2 separate regions of the Gossypium hirsutum genome follow, and region 2 is linked to region 1. A link is a contact called in public Hi-C data. All regions are on one chromosome and are shown on one strand. The core of a region is the stretch at or near the end of the contact, and the rest is flanking DNA. Distances in the headings are between cores, read along the strand shown.

Region 1 (6,754 bases), core at 4,166-6,665:
AAACTTGGCTTTTCCTTCACTGCTGGTTGGGTTGATTGCTTATCCACCAGAGATGATTGCTTTGAGGCTGCAGTTCCCTTTCGCCTAATGTTGGATCCCAATGCAAAGGATGCAACAATGGCAGAAATTGTTAAAACCCCAAACGCAACTTTGAGAAATACTTCAGTCCCCATGCGCTGGTTGAGCCCTTTCAGTGGATTCACTTCCTGAAGATTTAGAGCAAGGGATTCGCTCCACTTCTCCAGCACACTGACTGCATTCCTGAATCGCATAATTTGGGATTGAACCATGTCACTGGTTTCCTTTGGAACCACCCTTATCTCCTCTGAAGAATCTGTTCCTTCAGACAACAGACTTGCTTGATGATCACCCTGTAAGAATACAACCACTTCAGCAGTTTGCTGCCCCTGCTGCTCAATATCCCTTACCATCTCATCAAAAACTTTTCCTGTTTCCACCAATTCCTCTACAATAACATCATGTGTTTCACCATCTTCCTTTACATCTTCAATCTGCTCCCCAGTTTCTTCTATCTCCTGCAATTCAATATTCTCAGCAAGTTCCTCAGAAGCTTCTTCCATCATAATCAGTTCTTCTTCACATGCCTTTTTGTTTTCTTCTTCAACCATCTCTTCAGCTTCAACAATTCTATCCTCTAGCTCCAAGCTAATATTAACAATGTGTCCCATGCTAGCATTTTCTGTCATCTCTTCCTCAATTACCTCATCCGCAATAGCTTGGGTAAAGCTCAGTAAACCCAAATGCTCCTGTTTTCCATCCAAGAACTTGTATCCAACCTCAAAACCCTCACCTATTCCAAAGGAGAGATTATGAAAACCAAGTATTGGGGACTCAAAAGCTGGTGCAGAGACGGGGGAATTCGTGGAGGAAATATATGATGTACTTAGTAATAACACAACCGACAAAAGGAAATATTTCAACACTCCTCTCAAACTCCATGCTACTTCCTCCTCTGCCTCTTCTTCGCATTCAGTGTCAGATTCTTCATCTTCTTGCTCCAAAAGACTGTCATATTCGTCACCGATTTCTTCATCTTCTTGTGAAGGAGAAGAGGCCAAAGAAGAATTGTCACTAGATACAGTATCAGCTCCACCATCTCCTTCCTTTCCCTCCATTTCAAGGCGTAAAAAGATCTCCTTTCGCCTGCTAGGATTATACCTTAGGAATTGAGGCCTTTGGGAAAGGTAATTGTTTAATGGGTCATAAGGACCTGGTGAGGGTGTCCCATCACTGGAATTGTAAGATAAGGGTGTGTTGTGAGAGGAAGGGTCTTTAGAAGCGACTTTATGATCAAGATTTGGGGAATTCTTCTGGCAAGCTTTAGAAATGATCTTTGGGGAGGGCTTAGAATCAAGACAAGGGGATTTGGAGAAATGGGTATTGGAGGAATTGGATCCTAGAGATTCATTTCTTTCAGCTAAGACTTTCTTTCTTGGGAAACTGACCTTTGAAGCTGCACAAATGGTGGGTGACATGAAAGTCTTCCCAGCTTGCTTCTTCTGTGTTTGCAGATTCAAACCCATTTGCTGATTGCTTCTATCATTCTCATCCGAACCTATTAAAAATCCCAAACTAAACAAATCAAAACAAGTACGAATTCAAAGACTAAAACTTAATGTTCTTTGCTTGGGGGGGGGGACAAACAAAACAAACAGGTAAAGAGTCAGAGTTTACCATTGGGAGAAGCATATGATTTGATAGGAGGAGACGAGAAAGAGACTTTTCTCTCAGAACCTTCCATCTTTTTCTTGCTTTTGATTGGAAATGATTTTTTTGGAGTTGTTTTGCTTGTGAATGCGGAGGCGGATCAGGAAGAAAGAACGTACAAAAATGAAATCTGGTGACCGTTGGGAGAGATGTATTTGAAAATTTAAAGTGCACTGTATTTTTGAACCGTTGGATAAGCTAGCCGTTGTCTAACGGTAGAATGGAGATCCGCATTTTCGTGACCTATTTTAGAACAAATAAAAAATAAAAGGAATCTTCGCCAAATATTAATTATTAAATATTAACGGGCTTGGACAGAGAGGTACACATAACAATAATGAGTTGGGCAGGGCCGGGTTGAAATTAGTTTAACCATAATTTTAACACATTTAATACATGTTTACAAATTTTGTACATGTAAATAATTAATTTAAACTCATTTTTTTATTTGTATTATTTTTAATTTTTTGAAAAAAAATTATATTATTTTTATTTTAATATTTAATAGTATTAAATATTATACTCTATTTCCTCTATAATGATTTAATTTTTCTATCAAAATTTTGAATGTTGGAGAGAATTAATTGTTATACAGCTATAATAATATTTGAGATTTAAATATTTTTAAATTTCCAAACGAAAAAGACTATAATATATCAATAATATTAATTAAGGAAGTCGAAATATGATAGATGTTATAGGGATATAAAATTTAAACATTTTAGGAAAATAATACCCCAATAACCTTTATTCGAGAAAGTTATATATTTTTAAGTACTCATAATACATAATTTATACCTAAATAATCTTTCAAAGTAAAAATAAAACGAATTCCATCTGAAATAATAAAAAGAAGCCTAAAAACTTGGATTTATTTTTGAAATAGTTTAGTCGAAGAAAACAAAAGCCCAAATGAGTTAAGAAGAGCTGCTGCAAAACTCACAAGCCCAGAAGCGAACGACTATGTGGAAAAATCATATAAAAACAATGGCTAATGCAGGTTACCTTCGCGTTATTATCCCGACGCTCTAACCAACCGAGCTAATAGGTCATGTTTCTTATGCAACGATAGTGCTGTAAATGACCTGGATTTATGTTTGATGTTTCACCAATCATTTACTTGTTTTAATTGTGAAATTTTAAAAATGTAAAACAAATCTTGAATAAGTGAAATTACACCTTTCACATGAATTTCATTTATTATTTAATATAACAATATATTTGAAATATGTAAAAATATAATTTTAAATTTAAATGAATATATAAATATCTAAAATTTAAAATTATGTTAGCATACAAAATACATTAATTTTTAAATTCAACTAACACAATCTAGCTAGTTCAACCATCTGATGAGTCCCTGTACTATAGGCTTAATTAAGAACTAGTAAGAACAAACGATCCCTAGTAACACCTCATTTATCTCCTAGATGGACATGCATTATTCCAACCGGGGCTTGAGCAAATTCTTTCAGAGTAAACTCTTCCATGGTGGCCATGCGCGTCATGAAGTCCGCTGCGTGATTGGCTTCTCGAAAAACATGGTATTAGCGCCCTCTCCATTTGTGTTCTTGATCATGTGAATAGCAAGAGAACTATCAGTTTCAAGCAAGATCTTCCTGTATCCCTCTCGCCAAGTAATCATCAAACCATCGTGAATCGCCCATAGCTCAGCTCTTATCGCAGACTAGCCACCAATTCGCCGACAATATCTCCGGATCCAACCACCCTCGTCATCGCGGAGGAGACCAGCTGTAATAGAGTGTTGACAGCCACCAAAAGAAGCCTCATCAACATTAATCCTTATCCAGTTTTGCGGCGGTGCCATCCATCCGATTTGTTGCCACTCCTTCTGCCTTGAATGGCCAGTAACCGATTGTCCAGACGCAAAATATTCAGCCCAAGTCATACTTCTGTTAAGCAAAGCCAATGTCGAGCTACTTTTACCCCGAAAAATAAACGTGCTTCTGTCCTTCCAATTATTCCAACAAACCGTAGCAACAAAACATTCCACTCAATACTAGAATTCAAAATAGAACCATTATACTGGAGGTTAACTACGATCCATTCCACAAGGTCAAGATTAAAGAACCTGTTCCTAAGGGTAGCAGGAATATTTTGAAGCCAAGCAAACTTTGTTGTCGGACATTCGCGCGCTGCATGTATAATAGTTTCCTGAATATTACCACAACGCATACACGGTGTATCAGCATTAAGTCCTCTTCGACATATTTCCACATTAGTTAAGATCCTGCCTCGTGGGAGTAACCATAAGAAATTCATGATGCGTTGAGAGCATTTTATCCTCCAAACCAGTAACCAAATAGGATCGGTGTCATTCCAGTTATGGCCTTTAAGAACTTCATAAGCACTCGAAACGGTAACTTGACCATTGCTGGTCCCTTTCCAAATCATTTGATCGCACCCAATACCCTCATTGGGTGGCCAAATACTAGCTATCCGGTTAAGAATAATATGGTTCAAACAGTGGGATACCGCTTGCCAATCCCATTCCCCCAAATCCGTCACCAACTCGCAAACACGAGCATCCATATTAAGACTATCCGAATTCAAAACATGGTAACAAAAGGGGTCCAAAATCAGGAACCGAGCTATCAGTCCAAAAACGAACCATTAGGGCATCAAAAACCTACCATAAAATATTAGCTCGCACAATATCCCAAACCTTTGCAATTGAGCGCCAGGAAAACGAACATCATCCTATTTAGTGACCAATTGCATACCAAGCTTTACAAAAAAAGCCATATTTTGCTCATTTAGTCTACGGTTACCAAGTCCCTTATTCCGGCATGGTTGACAAACATCATTCCAGTTCACCAGCGCTAATTTTTTCTTATCCAATCTTGACCCCAAAATGAAGCTTCTTGCAAGCTTTTAAATTTGCTTCCAAATAGTAATGGGAACCATGCTTACTTGCATAAAATAGTTTGGGATGGCTAATAGGACTGACTTCACCAACGTAGTTCTTGCCGCCATAGAATGGAAGCGGGTATCCCACCATTCAAGCAGCTTCTGACATTATCAACCAAGAAACTGTAAGTACTTGTAGTTATCCGTTTGTGAAAAAGCGGCAGACCTAAATATCGCCCAATGTAATTCTGATTGGAAATACTCGTATGAGGCGAAAAATAAAGGCGAGAAATAGGCAAACTGGTCAAGAATAGCCATAATAGAACTAGCCTGAGAGCTATCTGCTTCAGAAAACAGAACTAAATCGTCTGTGAAAAAAAGGTGAGATAAACTAGGCCCATCCTTGGACAACTTAATAGGTTTCCAAAAACCCTCGGCAACCGCTTTATTGATCCTATGAGCAAGTCTTTCCATCCCCAAAATGAAAAAAACATGGCGACAAGGGGTCACTCTGGCGAACACCTCTCGAAGGAACAATTTCATCCATAGGACCATTCCATAGAATCTGCATAGTACAAGTAGAAACAGAGTGCATGATGAGAGTAATTAAGTGACGAGGAAAACCTGCATCACGAAGAGTGTCATTTAAGAAATCCCAACGAACTCTGTCGTAAACTTTTTCAAGGTGGACCTTGATGGTCATCCATCCTTTCCGGATTCTCATTGAATGAATGATCTCCTGAACAATTATACTATTATTTATGATTGAGCGACCTGCGACCAAGCTCACCTGACTCTGCCCAACCAAAATTGGCATTATGCCCTTTTGCCGATTCACAATTATTTTTTACGTATAATGTATGTATTTGATTATCAAAAAGTAAATAATAAATGAAATTAAAAATTTGTGAAAGGATACTGGCCTAAGTATAATTTCACTTAATTGCGCACACGATTTCTTGTACGTTTTAAAATTTTCAACATTACAATAAACCAAGATTATTTAAAGTACTAATTCATTAAAATCGCAACCTGAAGAATATGGCCTATTAGCTCAGTTGGTTAGAGCGTCGTGCTAATAATGCGACGGTCGCAGGTTTGAAACCTGCATGGGCCATTTCTATATATTTTTCCCTTTCGTTTTTGGGCTTGCACATGTGAGTAGGGGGTGTTCATTCGGTTAGCCGACTCGAAATAACATTAACCGAATTAATCGACCTTTTAAAATTTTTAACCGTTAACCGAACCGAAAATTATATGTTTTTTATTTTTGGTTAAAAATTAACCAAATAAACCGAATTAACCAACTTATCCGAATTAACCGAATTAATCGAATTGAATCACTACATAATTAAATTATTTTTAGACTTTTAGACTTTAGTTTCAGTTTTAGTTTTAGAATTTTATTTTTATTTATTAAATTATTTGTAATTTTTTTGATTGGGTTGGGTTGGGTAATTAGGTTCGGTTGAATACTTGGGTTTAGATTGGGTTTAGGTGAATGGGCCTATTTATATATTATAATTTTATTTATTAATTTTTTCGGTTAAACTGAAAAAATTCGGTTAACCGACCGATTTCGAACCGAATTAACCGTTAATCGAAAAATTAAAAAATAATTAACCGACCTCCGACCAAAAAAATTCGATTAACCGAATTCAGTCGGTTAACCAAATTTTTTCGATTTTACCCGAATTTTGCACACTTACTAAGATTTTGCAGCTCTTTTTATTTTCAAAATAAATCCTTATACTTTTATTGAATCCAAGTTGTTAGTCTTTTATTATTCTTTCAGATGGAATTCTTTTTTTCATTTGCAAAGCTTATGTAGGAATAAATTATTTATTATAAAAAATATAAGATTTACTTGAATCAAGTTATGAAGTTTTTCTTTTATCATAAAGGGTGTGTGTGCTTCACATTTTAAGGTTTTTTGGAAGTTATCTTAGTAGACAAATAAGTTAATCTTCCACCAAAGATACAAACAACTGTTAGCCTTGACGAATGGTGGTTGTTTGGAAGTTATCTTAGTAGAGTCTCTTACTTGTCTCTCTTCTTAGAGTTGCAGGGTTTTTTATATGTTGACCTAAGTTTGAGATGGTTCTACCTAATTTGTTTAAGGCGTGAATAACGATATTTTTATTATTTTTTTAAT
Region 2 (7,459 bases), core at 2,125-4,624, 150 kb after region 1:
TAATCCTAATTGATTTAAGAAAATTAAGATTAAATGGTAACCTGAATATCATCATTGAAAACCAGATGAGTTGTGCCATATTTAGCAAGCAAATCGAAGGCATTGTGGTTTGCAAAATCTTCAAACTGCAAAAATCGTTAAAGATTCAGAAAACATTGAACTTAACATATAAACAAACACATCATATATTCCAGCCAATATTCCATTCATATCTCGCTCGAGTTAACTTACCTGAATGAGAACTTTTTCCCCATAGTTCTGCTTGACTGCACTCATGAATTCGTGCATAAGTTCGGCATATTCCTAGAGTCAAGAAGAACAGAACCTCTTTAGTATTAAAAACAAAATCTGATTGCCTTCATAACTAAAGCAAAACAAGTGTACAATAAGATTACGTGCCTGCCCAGTAGCTCTCCTTCGCCTAAGCCCTATATAAAATTCATCATTCAACAATTGCTCATTGTTTGTACCCACATCAATGGTTACAGGCAAGCACTGCAAACAGCAGCTAATGTATCAGCCATAGCATAAGGGAAAATATTGCCAAACATGGTTAACAGTAAGATACAGATCATTATGAGGCTTGTCCGGATTCATAACCTCTTAATAAAAGCAATATGTAAAGAAGCCTTCCATCAGTCCTTTAGTAATAAAGCAAAGGGTAGTAAATACTCATCATTACATATACTTACAGCAGAAGGACGAACTCCTCCAAGTGCAGTATATAAAGAGAGCTTCCCTATAGGAATTCCCATTCCCTGAGAATATAAATTACCATTAACAAGTCAATAACACATGTGAGAGACAGAGGCAGTTATCATTAGATGTCTCTGAGTATTTATACCTGACAGCCAAGGTCCCCTAGACCCAAAATCCTTTCCCCATCAGTGACGACGATGACTTGAATATCCCTCTGAGGCCAATTTCTCAGAACTTCATGAATCTTCCCCCTGCAAAGGACACAAGTCAGTGTAATACAACGGGAAAGAAGCTCAAATTCAAGAATCCGATGCCAGCTATAATCCGAGGAACCAATTCTCTATGTGAAACGTACTTTTCTTTCAAACTGATAAAAAGACCCTGAGGGCGCCTGAAGATGCTCCCATATTTCTGACAAGCCTCACCAACAGTTGGGGTATAGACAACAGGCAGTAACTCCTCAACATTGTCGATCAGAAGTTTGTAGAACAGCCTTTCATTTAACTCCTGAAAATGAAAGTGAAACCGAAATCAATTCAGAAGTGTTAAAGTCATTAACAGCAATTGATAAAAGCATAAAGTATTATTTCTTTCTGAGTACGATAGTCCGAATAAAAATTTTTAGAAACACTTAAAACAGAATAAGAATGGGAACTAACAGCAAGGAGGAAAGATTGTGAAATTAAATAGAGAAAATAAAAATCATAATCTCACAATAATAGGAGGAAACATAATAGCACAAAGCTACACAAATTCAAACATATTGTTCATATAATATGATGAACTAAAGAGAAATAAAATCATGCCATCGGGTGCAGCTACATATTTGACATTCAAGAAACATGCTGCAATAATTCCAGCCAGAAACCTACGACTTTAGAGCAAACGGTTACCTGCAAATCCATCATGGCCATGTACTTCTGCAGAGGAACTTGATACTGGCGGATACTATACATCATTTTCTTCACCTGGTGAGTAGTGGTAAAATAGTTCATTAAACATAGCAAGGGTTAAGGAAAATGAACAGAATTCAACAGAATGATTCAAGTGAAGTCAAAAAAGATGTACGAGCAGGGTAGATAACCTGAAGTTCTTGGGAAATAACTGTGGGGGGAAGAAGACCACGCAAGTAATAAGAATCTCTTTCTTTCTCATTAAAGGCGAGTCCTTTGTTGTGGTGAGGATCTCGCAACAACGAATACCCACTGCAGTGCATGAAGAAGAGCTTAGTCTTTGAAAGTATAATTAATTGGATTTTTGAAATTAGAGTAGTTCAAAAAACGTAACATTTATTTCCTAGGAATTTCAATCATATCTAACAACCAACACAAAGACAAAACAACAAATCAAAGATCTGAATTGGTAAAATTATTGTTGGCCACAACATCATGATCTAACATTCAATACAAAACAAAGAGTTCACAACAAGTACATCAAAAGGAAAACCATGAACTTAAACACAAAGAAGAAGACCAGAAAATAAAATAAGACCCAACACTTAGAAGATCACCTTCTTATTTAAATGTTAGACAAAAAAGAGATCTGTCAAACATATATGAAAAATCTTAAAAACCATCATGTCATACCCAGAAAAAAGAAAGCTCATAATAGAGGTGGGAAAAGCCAAATAAATAAATAAAAATTACACGAGAAAGATATTAGTGCAAAGGAAAGTAATCGAATGTTACCTGGCAACAGAGAGAGACCAAGGGGTGACAAGTTGATCGTCGGTGGCGGCGGCGTCATAGTAGAGGTCGCGGTCTTCGCCGGTAACAGTAGGATTGGGGTCCACATCAGCAACAGAAGAAGTGTCATCTTCTTTTATTTCTTTCAATGGGTTGTTGTTTTCAATCAAAACGCTGCTGTTTCGATCCCTGTTGGGGCCTAAAGCTGTGACTTTGACAGAAGCTGGTGGCAGCTTCTTCAGCTTGTATGAGAAAGGGCTTGATGACCCAGAAATGCCAGTGTTGTTCTGTCCCCCCCCCCATCCCATAAAAAAAAAAGAAAAGAAAAGGTCAGTAACGAAATCAAATAAAAAGCAAAACAGACTTTTTAAATATATATATATGTATTTGTGGTAAATCTGAGATCTTTAATGTCATAAAAGAAAGCCTTAGATGTTGAATATCTTTCAAAGATGTGCAAAACCAGATAGGAGGAATAAAAAAGAAGGAAATTTTTATTATTGTAAAAGAGCTACAAAGGAAAGACCCTGAAAAAGGTAAACTCATGTGATTTTCAAACTAGAAAAATACCAGAGAAAAAAAAACGAAACATGAGGAAGAGATATAACAATGATTAAGGTTTAGAAATAAATTATAGGAAATGGGTAGTGAAAATGAAGAATGGGTTGATTAAGAAATTACCAGAAAACAGCTTCTGTGCAAGGAAATCATGGTGAGAGAAAATGTGGGAAGACAAGAGTCTAGAGCTTTTGTTAGTGGAAATCTCTCAATAGAAACAAGCAAAGCAAAGAAAGGAAAGATGGAAAGGAAGAGAGTTTAGAGAGAAAGCAGATGGGTTATATAAAGCTTCCCTTTCCCTTCCTTTTCCCTTCCCTTACTCTGCTTTCTCTCTCTACCCGCTGATTTTGTATCTATGAGGGAGAGAAGGAGGAATCCTAAAAAACGTGTCCGGTTTTTATCCCTCTCTGCTACCCTCAGCAGACTTTTGGTGACTGCAAATGACAAGTGGGTAGCTGAGTTTGTCCCTTTATTACGAAAGTGCCACCACCGTCCCCTCAAGTAGGACGTCCAAAAAGAGTGGGTCCCAACCCAAGCCAACTTCCTGCGAATCTTGTTTAATTGCTGTATGTTTTAGGTGTGTTGAGCTGATGAGTTCGGGTTTGGTTTTCTGAACAACCAGACACTGGTTGCTTGATTGGTCGTCAACTTGTAAATCATAATAATAACAAAATAATTCTTTTTTTTTTAAGTATTCTTTTGTTTCGGGAGTCGGAAATTTTACTAAAAAAAAGAACTATATAATTATGAGGAGAAATTTTGAGATAAAATTAATGAGGATCTGCTTCGAAATATTCTGCATTAGTACATTGAAAACAATTTTTAATCTAGTTTTGCAGCCCTTGGATTAAGAATTCTTCGAGATTTATAGTGAGATTTGTCATGTTATGATGGTTGAAACATATTTAAAAAGCGCAGGATTCGTTTCATCAAATTTTATGGCCAAGAAAGAGTCTGAGAACGTCTTCTTCATGCAGTTGTGTGCGGCAATTTTTCATGTCAATTCCAAGATTTTCGGGAATGTCGTCTTCATGAAATCTTGTCGTCTGTTTATATGCGTATTTCTTTTCCTTCTTCTTACCAGTATTTCAATGTTATTGAAAGGAAACAGATTAAACATACATATCTAGATGATGTATATTTTGTTACATTAATGTTTTTAAAATGTTATATTAATTTTATAAAATATAAATTTAGGAAAGCAGCAGCAGGCATGAGGACAAAGTAAATTGTAGGGGAGATTTAGGAAAGCAGACATAGTGAGCTCCTCCTCCTCCTTCATTCCCTTTGGTAAAACAAAAATAAAGACATTGGGAGGAAGAAGAAGCCAACTTTCTGAACCACTGTAACATGACAGCCATTTGATTTTTAGTTTCTGGTTCTGGGCCTTTTTGTCTGTCGGTTTCTTTATTTCATGTGGCTGATAACTTTTGTCTGACGTGGCTTTTCTAGAGCTAGTTAATTATTATTTTGAAATGTGTTTTCCAATTTTGCTTTTTAAGGAAAATTATTTTTAAAAAGTGTGATAAAGAAAATATGAAAAAAGGGATTCGTTAATTTTTAGTAATTTATGTTATTATCAAATATGGTTGTTTTTTAGTTTTCATGCTCATTTTGTAATTTATTTTTGGGATTCATGGTTATTCCTTTTAACAATATATTTTTAAGGTAGATAAAATATAAATTTTAAATGTTTTTTTACGTAATTAATATAAATTATTCATAAAATTAACAATAAAATATTTTTAAAACTTAAATATAATAATAAATTGGTAATTTACTAATTTTGCGAAATGGTGAATTATTTAATCAATAAAACCAAGTAGTTTGGTGTTATGAGAACCAAGTAATTGAGAGATATGTAAAAGTAGATCCCACATAATAAAACCAAGTGCTTTGCTGTTTTTATTAATAATATGACTCGGGAATTTCTTAATATCATCCCACGTGCTCTGCATTTTACCTTTACAATATTCTATATATTATATATAAAAAAAAGAGATTTTAGGAATTAGTAAATATATTTTAGGTAGTATAAAAAATCAATAAAGATAATTTAGGCATTAAAATTATGAGCGGTTAAAATTAAATTAATTTAATCGGTCGATGACTGAATTTAATTCAGTTAAAGGTTAGTTAATGATTTTTTAAAATTTCAGTTATCGATTAATTTAATTTAAAATCAGGTAATTAATTAAATGAAATAATATATAATATATTTTTATATTAGTAATGTATTTTTAACTATTATTTTTATATTAATCAAAATAAATAATATAATATAATATATAATATATTTTTTGAACTATTAAAAAAAAGAAGAAAATGAACATTAGCAATGTATTTTTTTATATGTTTATACTTATTTTAATCAAAAGATAAAAACATATAAATTTTAGTTTATATGGTTAAACGATCAAATTAATCGAAATATTTCAATTTGGTTAATTCATTTGAAAAAATTTTGATTCGGTCAGCGGTTAAAGATTTTTACATTTCAAGTAATTGGTTAGGTTAAAAACCGAGCCGACCGTTTGAACACCCCTAATTAGAACTTAATTAAGTATGTTGTAAAAAAAAAGCTAAATAGTTTATAAAATTTAAATTTTATTACATTTAAGTTTTCTTTTTATCGCTGTAATATAATATAAAGCTGGATTGGCTTCCTAATCGCTTTTCTCACGTTCTTTTTATCGTACCAATCATCATCTCTTAGATTCAATCTGAAATTCCAATGAAGCATGGGCAGTTGAGAATGAAACCAAACCAGAGATTGTATTAGTCCTAACTCCTAAGGCCATTTATATTACACGTAATAAAGTGGTGAATTTGATCATAACCAGTTATATATATCAGTTTGTTTTCCTCACTCCCTGTTTCTTTCTTGGTTACATAAAAAGATGGGAAAAAACTAACAGACAAGTGTGAGGGTAGGTGGCATAGCAATACCATGTGGTAATTGCATTTAATGGTAGTTGAGGTTTTGGTGTTAGATGACATTCGCCTGCATAGCCATATTCAACCCCGTTATAAAAAATTCTCATTTTACGCCCCTCAAATAATCATTTACATATTATATTAATTTAATTCTAAAAATTTCAAAAAATATATATAAAAAAACATAAATATTTTTTTGGAATATATGATAATAGATTTAAATTTTATATTAATGTTAATAACATTATTAATACTAAATAAAATAAAAATCCCCTCTCCCCCCTCCCTCTCAGCTTTAGTTCTTTAGAATACAACACTCTATCTTAGAGCAATGGGCTCCTTAACTATGTTACACTGTGTCTGAAGAAACCTTCCTCAACTTTGCTAAAGATTAAAAGAAAACCCAGAAAAAAAGTGAATATTTTTCAAAAGATTTGGTATAAGTAGATATTTTCCATCAAAACACAAGAGGGTTTGAATATAGAAGCACTTACGCTACAACCAAACTGTGATTATCTACTATAGAAAAACACACCCCGAAACAGATTACGCAGAAAATCAATCTCGATACCTGTAACCATTTGTATTGTTTTAAGCAAACCCTGCTGTCAAGGGAATGAAATCCATTGAAAAGATGTAACACAAAAAACAGTAGGCAGTAGGAACTGCTTTTTCTAATTAATTGATATTCTCCAAGGTAACACACAAAAAAACAAAACAAAAACAAAGGACATTCCATAGCTTTTCGACCTACAGGTTTTGCCCTAAATGAAAATCTAATGGGTAAAGATTTTAGTATGGTATCGATTATAAATTTTGGTTACTCATAGGAACACGTCTGTTTTCTTTGAATCCAGTTAAGACTAGGCAGGCTATCCAATCCTTGATAATAGTCCACGGAAAGGTGAAATTTGGTTGTCCTACCTTTTAACACACTATTTTTTTGACCCAGTGGAGTTATAGTGGAATATTAGACGGAAGATGTTAGCATGTATATTATATACAAGGGGCAATGTATATTTTAGCTTCCTAATTTGCACTTTGTTAGTAGTTAATTTATATAAAGTATTATTTCTATAATTTTCTTATTTTTAAATTATTTTAAGGGTAAATTATAAAAATAGCTACTTTTGTTTGCCTCATATTACATTTTAGTTACTTATGTTTGAAATGTTATGTTTTAGTCACTTACGTTATTGTTTTGTTACGAAATAGTCACTCTGCCGTTAAGCTCCATTACCTCCCTAACAATCCTACGTGGCAATCCAAATGGATTTTAAATGCCAACTTGGATGTCCAACTGAGATGAAAATAGTTTTTCAGTCAAAATAGAAAAGAAAAAGAGACGAACGTTTTTTCTTTTCCAGTTCAAGGTGTAATTAATTTAAAATTTTCAATGAATTACATTTATTTAATTAAAAACATATTCTTTTCCCAATTGGATATCTAAGTTGGCATTTAAAACCCATTTGGATTGTCATGTAGGATTGTCGTTAAGGAAGTAACAGAGCTTAACGACAGAGGGATCACCTCGTAACAAAACGATAATGTAAGTGACTAAAATGTAACATTTCAAACAT

The links. Hi-C and Micro-C count contacts between places; a contact is called where the count stands out from the background.
Region 2: a contact with region 1 is called in a Hi-C map of leaf, with 2.3 times the contacts expected there. The contact joins the promoter of LOC107913882 here to the promoter of LOC107915242 in region 1. A contact is called at or near these places in 2 of 34 Hi-C or Micro-C datasets (both in leaf).

What each region holds. Positions count from the first base shown.
Region 1 is chrD10:6,894,122-6,900,875 of Gossypium_hirsutum_v2.1, forward strand. LOC107915242 reads right to left here and starts at 5,416. Exons shown (of 2, transcript XM_016844406.1): 1 at 5,122-5,416; 2 at 4,771-4,940. The coding sequence starts at 5,416. The coding sequence ends at 4,771. TRNAI-AAU (transfer RNA isoleucine (anticodon AAU)) reads left to right here and starts at 5,643; the gene lies at 5,643-5,716. LOC107913885 reads right to left here and starts at 1,876. Exons shown (of 3, transcript XM_016842555.2): 1 at 1,696-1,876; 2 at 1-1,576. The coding sequence starts at 1,762.
Region 2 is chrD10:7,045,490-7,052,948 of Gossypium_hirsutum_v2.1, forward strand. LOC107913882 (NADP-dependent malic enzyme) reads right to left here and starts at 3,375. Exons shown (of 20, transcript XM_016842551.2): 1 at 3,066-3,375; 2 at 2,388-2,671; 3 at 1,784-1,904; 4 at 1,593-1,667; 5 at 1,055-1,206; 6 at 845-950; 7 at 693-758; 8 at 400-495; 9 at 232-303; 10 at 42-125. The coding sequence starts at 3,095.